2 separate regions of the Mus musculus genome follow, and region 2 is linked to region 1. Evidence: chromatin contacts called from public Hi-C data. All regions are on one chromosome and are shown on one strand. The core of a region is the stretch at or near the end of the contact, and the rest is flanking DNA. Distances in the headings are between cores, read along the strand shown.

Region 1 (3,896 bases), core at 431-2,930:
TGGCTGTCTTGCTCTTACACAGGTCCTGTAACAGGCACCTGCAGCTGCTACGAGTTCATGAGTCTGACAGCCGTGCCAGGGCTAGATGACAGCATTTCACAGTTCTTCTCCTCCACCTCCAGCTCTTGCGGTCTTTCTAGCTTCTCTTTTGAGATGTTCCCCGAACCCTGGTGTGTGTAGGGGGTGTGGGTCTAAGGATCTCATTTAAGGCTAAACACCCAGTTGATTATTCTCAGTACTTGGAGCCATCCTGCATTTCTCCATTGACTGCTGCTGCAAAAAGAAGTTTCTCTGACCAAGGTGGAGAGCATTATCGAGTGTATGGCTATAAACATAAATATTCAGAAGGTGATCTTACAATATGAACATTTAGTAAAATAACAATACTAGGCTCCACTCTATGACCTCTCTAGCCCTGGACCTCTGGCCAGCATTACAGTAACAGACATGGGATTCCATTCTGTGAAACAGGCCTTAAGTGCACTCAGGGAGTAGTTGGCTCCCACATTAGAGGCTTGCTGTTATCGCAGCAGTGAGCACGTCTTGCTTGGCAGGTTGCTACAGCAGCATGCTGGGTCCAGCACCATGCTTTCTTCATATGTGCGTGCATGCATGCGTGCGTGTGCATGTGTATGTGTGTGTTATTTACGTTCCAGAATTATGTAAAATGGAATGGAGGAATCAAAGAACAGAAGCCCCCATTTCTTTCCCAGGTTACCTAAGTGTGTGTGGTCATGAATGTGAAACAGACCTCCTAAGCCCCTCCAACACGGACAAGAGATGCTTGCTGCCTTCTTTCCTCACTGATGAGCGGGAAACGATGTCATTTCCCCCACGGAGCCCATGTGCTTCCTTTCCTAACCAACCAGGTCTATGAGTTTGGGGTATCATTGAAGGGGGAGTTATATGTGTTCTCTGTGCAGAAGGAGTCATCCCTCCATTTCAGCGGCACCTAGTTACAAACCCTTACATCATACAGCATTAGCCAGTGACTCAGGGTGTGGCTGCTGAGCATGGCTGGCAAAGATAAGGCTGTTTTCAGTGCGTAGATCTTACTTCAGAGCAAAGCCCTGGCCGTTTTGGCTGCTCCTGTCCTGTCTGTGGAGGAGGGACATCTATCTACAGGAGGCGTGTGCAAGCTTGAGTCAGCTCTACTCAGTCTGGGCCTGTGTGCCAGGTTTCTATTATTGTAAAGCGTGGAAAGTCACTCCCAAGGAATGCTGTAATATTTTAATAAAACAATTTTGTGTAGCTTTGGACTGGTTCTGTGGCCATAATTAACAGCGCCAGCAGAAGTAACTTGGTGAGGGAATGTTTATTTGGTTTATAGGATACACCCCATCATCGGGGGTTCCCAAGGCAGATGCTCGAGGCAGGGATGAAGCTGGGGTCAGGAACATGGCATAAGCCATGGTGGAGCTTACTGGCTTGCTCAGTCTGCTTTCTTACACAACCCAGGACCACCAGCCCAGGGGTGGTCAGCTATCACTCACTTGACCCTCCCATATCAGTTATCGATTAAAGTTTTAGAAATGTTCCTATAGACTTGTCTGCAGACCAGTATGATGCAAACAATTCCTCAGTTGGGGTTCCCTCTTCTCAATGGTTGTCTTGTGTCATGTAGACAAAAGCTACTGCGATGTTAGATTTTTCCATGGGCAGATGTTATGACCTCTATAGCCAGAAGGTGGCGCCATTTCTCAAGGAAAAGGGTGGAAGCCAGAAAACCTGCCGGGAGGATGTTGACTTGTTGTGTCTGCAACAGGTGATGGTGGAGCGGAGCGAGACACAGAGATTAAAAGGCACAAATGAAACACCCTTGCACAAAGTCATACGACAGGTTCCCAGCAGAGGCAAAGCTAGACATAGGAGTCCTGGTGCATACATTTTCTGCACACATAAAATTTCCCTACCGTGACAGTTTATTCTGATCCTAAATTCTCTCTCTCTCTCTCTCTCTCTCTCTCTCTCTCTCTCTCTCTCTCTCTCTCTGTCTCTGTCTGTCTCTCTGTCGATCTCTCTCTCTCTCTCACACACACACACACCAACCAAACAACTTGGAAACAGAGTGGATCATCTGACACACTGGTGATATTTCAAAATAATTAAGTTGTTGAACTTCTTGCCTCTAAGTCTCAATTACAAGCCAGGTTCAAGCCACACTTATTAGAATTTTAATATATTTGTGATTAAATGGGTAATCTATATATTTTCACACATTTGAACGAGGGAAAAGTCACCACTATGGATGGTATGAAACACTATATTGTTGTCCTTAAAGTGTAGGTCAAGTCAAAATAGTTAAAATCTCTGTGTAACTACTCACACATAAGGTAGCATACGGGCTTTGGAAGGGGCCCCCAGGTAGCAGGCCTGGTGATAGAAATGGCCCTAAGGCCCTGAGACCTCTGCTATTCACACAGTGAACCCCACTAGGAACTGACAGTACAACTGTATAGACATGAGCAGAATCTGAGCTCCACCTCTTTTATGGGGTATTTACTCCGACGTACTTGTTAGGTTTTGGTCAGCTTGACACCAGCTGGAGTCAACTGGGAAGAGGGCACCTCAGACAACACCTCTGCCACATGGACCTATGAATGAGTCTGTGGGGTATTTTCTTAACTAGTGATCAATGTGGGAGGGCACAGCTCATTGTGGGTGCTGTAGCCCTATGCAGGCGGTCCTGGGTTCTATAGGAAAGCAGGCTAAGAAAGCGACAGGAAGCAAGCCAGCAAGCAGCACCCTCCACGGCCTCTGCATCAGCTCCCGCTCCAGATCCCTGCCTCCAGTTCCGGCCCTAGCTCCCCTCAGCGACTCTGGCTTTAACTCACTGCATGTTACTGAGGTCACCGCAAACGCCGTCCCCCCCCCCCCCCCCCGCAATGGCACACTACAAACACCAGTGGTACCTAAAGCAAGAGGTGACTGCAAACAAGGTGCCCCAATGGGAGGCTGTTTCAGCTGGCTTTAGGGATCCAGTGTCCTCTTTGACATCTGGGGACCTCCTTCTGTGGCACTGGTGGCAGTGGAGGTCACCAGCCTGTTGTCCCTGCAGCAAAAGTGTGACCCATTTTTTTTTCTTTAGGGTAAGAAAATAACTTCTGCAGAAAAAAAATACGAGTCAACACTGTGTTCATAGCGTCAGACAGTTCTTCTCTGGCCTGGGGTGTGCCTCACAGCTGTAATCCCAGCACTCGAGTCGCCTTGTCAAAGGGACACCCTGACTTCCATGCTAACCTAGGCTATGCAGTGAGCTCCAGGGCAGCCTGATTTACAGAGAGATCTTGCCAAAACCACAAAACTAATCAACAACAACAACAACAACAGCATCCTACCACACCCCTAAGCAAACAACACACACACAAACCACCACACCCCCATTTTAGTTTTGAAACTGTTTATTTTTCATTATTTAAAAATTTTTTTCTCTTTATCAAAGAATAATTGGCAAAAATTACATATCCTGCAGGTATAGCAATGTGCACGTGCACATAGCAAATCCATCCAATTCACAAAGACATCACCCCACGAGTTACCATTTTATCTTTTATGTGAAAATTTTTTTGGGGGGATGGGGTTTTCTTGAGATACACTTTCTCAGCAAGCTTCAAGACAGAACACACTCTTTTTACCTGGAGTCGCTGTGCTGTTAACAAGTCTCAAGATGAAACAGTTTCAAATACATCCATCCTAAAACATCCCGGCCACCGACAACTTTATTCCCAGGCAACTAGCCACGCACTTTATCTTTGTTTCTTGGGACTAATTTTCTGTAAAAAGCAAGACAGACTTTTGGAGGGCACATTAGGTCACTACATAAATTCAGTCAAAGCTCAGACAGAGGCTTTGGGGCTGCCTTTCTGCTCTGCTCTGGTTCAATAGAAGTACGTTTG
Region 2 (3,615 bases), core at 223-2,722, 520 kb after region 1:
GATGCCGAGCACATGGAGATCCGGGGCGGTTGCAGTGGTAAAGACATTTGTCACTTTGAGCATGGATTCTAAAAACCATCCCCACAACTAACTGCCACCTGCAGCCTTGCCTCACACCTTGCTAAGGTATTTTGCTCAGAGGTCAGGTAGGAATTCGCCAAAGAGCACATTGATCTTTGACTTGGCAGGAGAAAGTCGTGTGTGTGTGTGTGTGTGTGTGTGTGTGTGTGTGTGTGTGTGTGTTGGGGGGGGGGTGCTGCCACCTTTTGTTGGAGAGTCATGCCTCTGAGTCCAGTCTCTGTTCTGTCAGCTTCTATCAGTCTCCGGGCATCTCCACCAGACCTCCAGTCTTCCCAGGCTCCCCCCCTCGAGGCTGGCTTGGACTTTCTGTCCAACGTGCCCTGGACAAGTCTCCTTACATGGGTACCCTGGAGTCTGGTTGGGACGCACCCTTATCGTGTGAGTGGCCAGCCAAGTGCAACCCTTCGTCCAGACCACGGCAATCTTCCAGAGTTGGGCGTGGTACCGGGCTCAGCTTAGGGGTCCGGGCTCAGCTTAGGGGTCCGGGCTCAGCTTAGGGGTCCGGGCTCAGCTTAGGGGTCCGGGCTCAGCTTAGGGGTCCTCTGGTGAACATGCAAAGGTCAGGGCTGCGTCGCCGATGCCCAGGAAACTAACAAAAGTCAAGAGAGCCTAGAGAAACTCGAAATAAGCCCGGCCTTAATAAGGGCTGACTTCCCTGCTACCACCACCTAGATGCCAAGGGCTCCCACGAGGCAAGATAACTAGTTAGGGAGAACACTTCAACTTTAATCCAACCAGGTAGTGCCCCATGCAGAGGCCACTCACCTGGGCAACAGCTAGGGGAACGCGGGCTCGAGGCAAGCAAGAGCGCTCTTACCAGAGAAATCGGTGAGCGCGGAGGTCTCTTTGGAGCACACTAGGACCGTGCAGTAGAACAGGCGCAGAAGCTGCCCCGGAGGCTCTACCTGCCTGCGGAGGCCCTGATTCTGCGCCGATTGGGGCGCGGGTGGTGGACGCGGGTGTCCTGGCAGGAGCATGATGCGCGGCGCGGCTGGGCGCGGGCGCTGGCGCTGGGATCGCAGGCAAGGAGGACCGCGTCACATGGCGGGGCGAGTCTGTAGCCACCAGCTCCCGGCCCCCTGCCGCCTCCTTGTCCAGGCTGCTGGAGCTTCTTAGGCGGTCGCCGCCGGGTCCGGGATCCCCAGCCAAGGGGAGGGGGCGGAGACCCGGGGCGGGGCGAGGATCCCAGGGAGGCCGAGGCGTAGTTTCTTCAGAAGAAATCTTCCTGGCTCCATGAACCTAGGGAGCCAGCCTAGGGAGTTTAGGGGGTGTCACCTCGTGCTCCGGAGCTTGGCCGAGGCCGATCGGGGGCGCCGAGCCCAAAGCGGAGAGCGTCTCCAGCAGCGACCCGATGCTGCGCAGCTTGAGCGCTTTCCACGCCGGTGTCTCTAGGCGGGGTGATGGTCAAGAGCTGCTGGCTCAGCTTGCGCTGGCTCGGCGCCAACCTCACCCAGGCCGGTGGAGCAGCGCGGCTGGTGCCCGTCCGTGACGCACTTTAGAACCAAGGCAGCAGCGTACAGCCCTGGCTAGAGGGGAGCGGAGATCGTGGGAAGGGGGGTGGGAGGTGAGGTCCCGGAGATAGAGACATTACCGTCTCTGCCACCTTCAGCGCTTGTTGTTCAGCCACCAAGCACGCAGTACGTCTGATCGCACTGAATGGGAGACTGGGTCCTCAACTTTCTGCCCACCATAGAAATCTGCCTAGGCTCTAGCAGTCCGGACCTGAGGGAGCTGGTAGTCTCAAACCAGTCACGAGGCTCCGAGCCAGGTTCCTTTTGCTCGGATGGAGCTTCCTGTGGGTGCTAGTTGACAGCAGCCCTCGGGGATCTGAAACTGGGCTGGAATAAACAGCGGCTGAGCGCTTATAATTGAGCTTTGTTTTAAAATGGGCCACGGCATCTATATGACCCTGTTGACTACGTGCGGTGTCTACGCATTTGGACACCCGTAGACCAATAGATCGGTGATGACACCAGGGACGATGAGCGGGAGTCCAGAGCTGCGGGGCCAGGTGCTAGGCACTCGAGAGACCCCAGACCTAAGAACAGCGCAGGCGTCCAGGCCCCGCGGCGCCGGTGGGAAGGAGGAGGGCCCGGCGGGCGGGCGGGCGCTCGGCACAAAGTGTTCCCCATCCACCGCCGGGAGGGCTTGCCAAGTTCACCCAGCGCGCCTGACGCGGAAACGTAGATAATGAGGCCCAAGGGCGGGTCTAGGCTTCCAGCCCCGCCCTGCTCTGGGAGCAGAGCTCAGAGTGCGGAGGCCAGGCCAGCAGAACAAGAGGACACTCTGCCTCCCTGTGGCACTGTCTCAGAGCTGGACCACTAGATTCTAGGAGGATGACAGCCACACATCCTTCGGGGGGCTAGGTCGCCCAAATTGAGATCCTGAGGGTGGGAAGAAAATGCTAAATACTGGTGTTTGTATGGAGAGACCCAGTTTGCATAGCCTTGGGCTGGAGAGATGGCTCAGCGGTTAATAGAACTTGCTGCTTTTCCAGAGGACACTAGTTCAGATTCCAGCACCCAGCGCTGGCAGCTTGCAACCACCCTGAATCTCTCTCAGGGGACCCACGAACTCGAACTCTACTCTGCCCCCCCCCCCACACACACACAATCTTTTTTAAAAACACAGCCTCAATAATCATGGGATATAAGTTTAATATGAACGTCTTATGTTGGGTAAACTAAGGCTGGAAGAGTAGGTAAGGTTGCTCAATTCACAAAGACCACTGGAGAAAGAGTGTGCAGACCTCGGGTCCCTCCTATTCGTCTATCTTATCCCCTCATCTAGATCTAGATTGGCTACCAGTGTGTGTCAGGTTCTTTGGCAGGGCATGAAGATGCGGGCCCAGTAAGGGAACCGTGCTCCCTGAGGGATGGGGGCAGGCAGCATTGTGCTGTTGGGGCTGTAGAAGCTTCCAGATGTCTCTGACACTGTGAGTGCATCTCCATGCGTCCATATTGTCAGGCTGTGACCAGGTGATGCAGGAGATGTGTGTGAAACAGCCTGAGACACACAGAAGGTATTCGGTCCACGGGAGTCATCACTATACCAGGGAAGACAAGACCTTGGACCAACCACACCAAGTGAATGAATCCTCACAAAAGACAAGGAGCTTAAAGAGCACAGGAGAGTGAGAGGCAGGCTGGGGGCGGGGAGTGTAGACATTAGGGAAATGTTTATCATTAGACAGATGGAAAAGACAGGAAGAGTTGACTACAACATTCGAGCCAACAAGACCAGTGATCTGGAGGTGTGTGATCTTGGAAAGAGAAACCTGAGCTGAAGAGATGCTCAGTGGTTAAGAGCATTGACTGTTTTTGCAGTGGACCTGAGTTCAGTTCCCAGCACCCACATCTGGCAGCTCACAACTGCTTATAACTGCAGGGAATTGGATATCTCTCTGTTTCCTCACTCACATGCATACACATACATGTACACATTAATAATAATAATAATAATAACAATAATAATAATAATGAAAAAGGAAGAAAGAGGGACCTGAAGGTTAAACTCTGAGAGGAGCATGCTTCC

The links. Hi-C and Micro-C count contacts between places; a contact is called where the count stands out from the background.
Region 2: a contact with region 1 is called in a Hi-C map of the N1E-115 cell line, with 4 times the contacts expected there. The contact joins the promoter of Eva1c here to the enhancer-like site in region 1. A contact is called at or near these places in 4 of 39 promoter capture datasets (embryonic stem cells, erythroid cells, hippocampal neurons and 1 more), 5 of 484 Hi-C or Micro-C datasets (the G1E-ER4 cell line, the N1E-115 cell line and embryonic stem cells), 3 of 115 datasets of contacts at active chromatin or transcription factors (bone marrow-derived macrophages and embryonic stem cells) and 1 of 9 other capture datasets (embryonic stem cells).

What each region holds. Positions count from the first base shown.
Region 1 is chr16:91,350,040-91,353,935 of GRCm38.p6, reverse strand. No RefSeq gene overlaps it. Among named protein-coding and RNA genes, the nearest start is that of Ifnar2, 21 kb to the left of the region's middle. Within about 2 kb of position 1,680, at least 67 of the 459 cell types and tissues checked have an H3K27ac peak or open chromatin away from gene starts, as enhancers often do. A contact at or near this core is called in the G1E-ER4 cell line, the N1E-115 cell line and erythroid cells, where this site is marked.
Region 2 is chr16:90,828,716-90,832,330 of GRCm38.p6, reverse strand. It overlaps Eva1c (eva-1 homolog C (C. elegans)), which reads right to left and starts at 1,472. Exons shown (of 8, transcript NM_001199210.2): 1 at 899-1,472. The coding sequence starts at 1,058.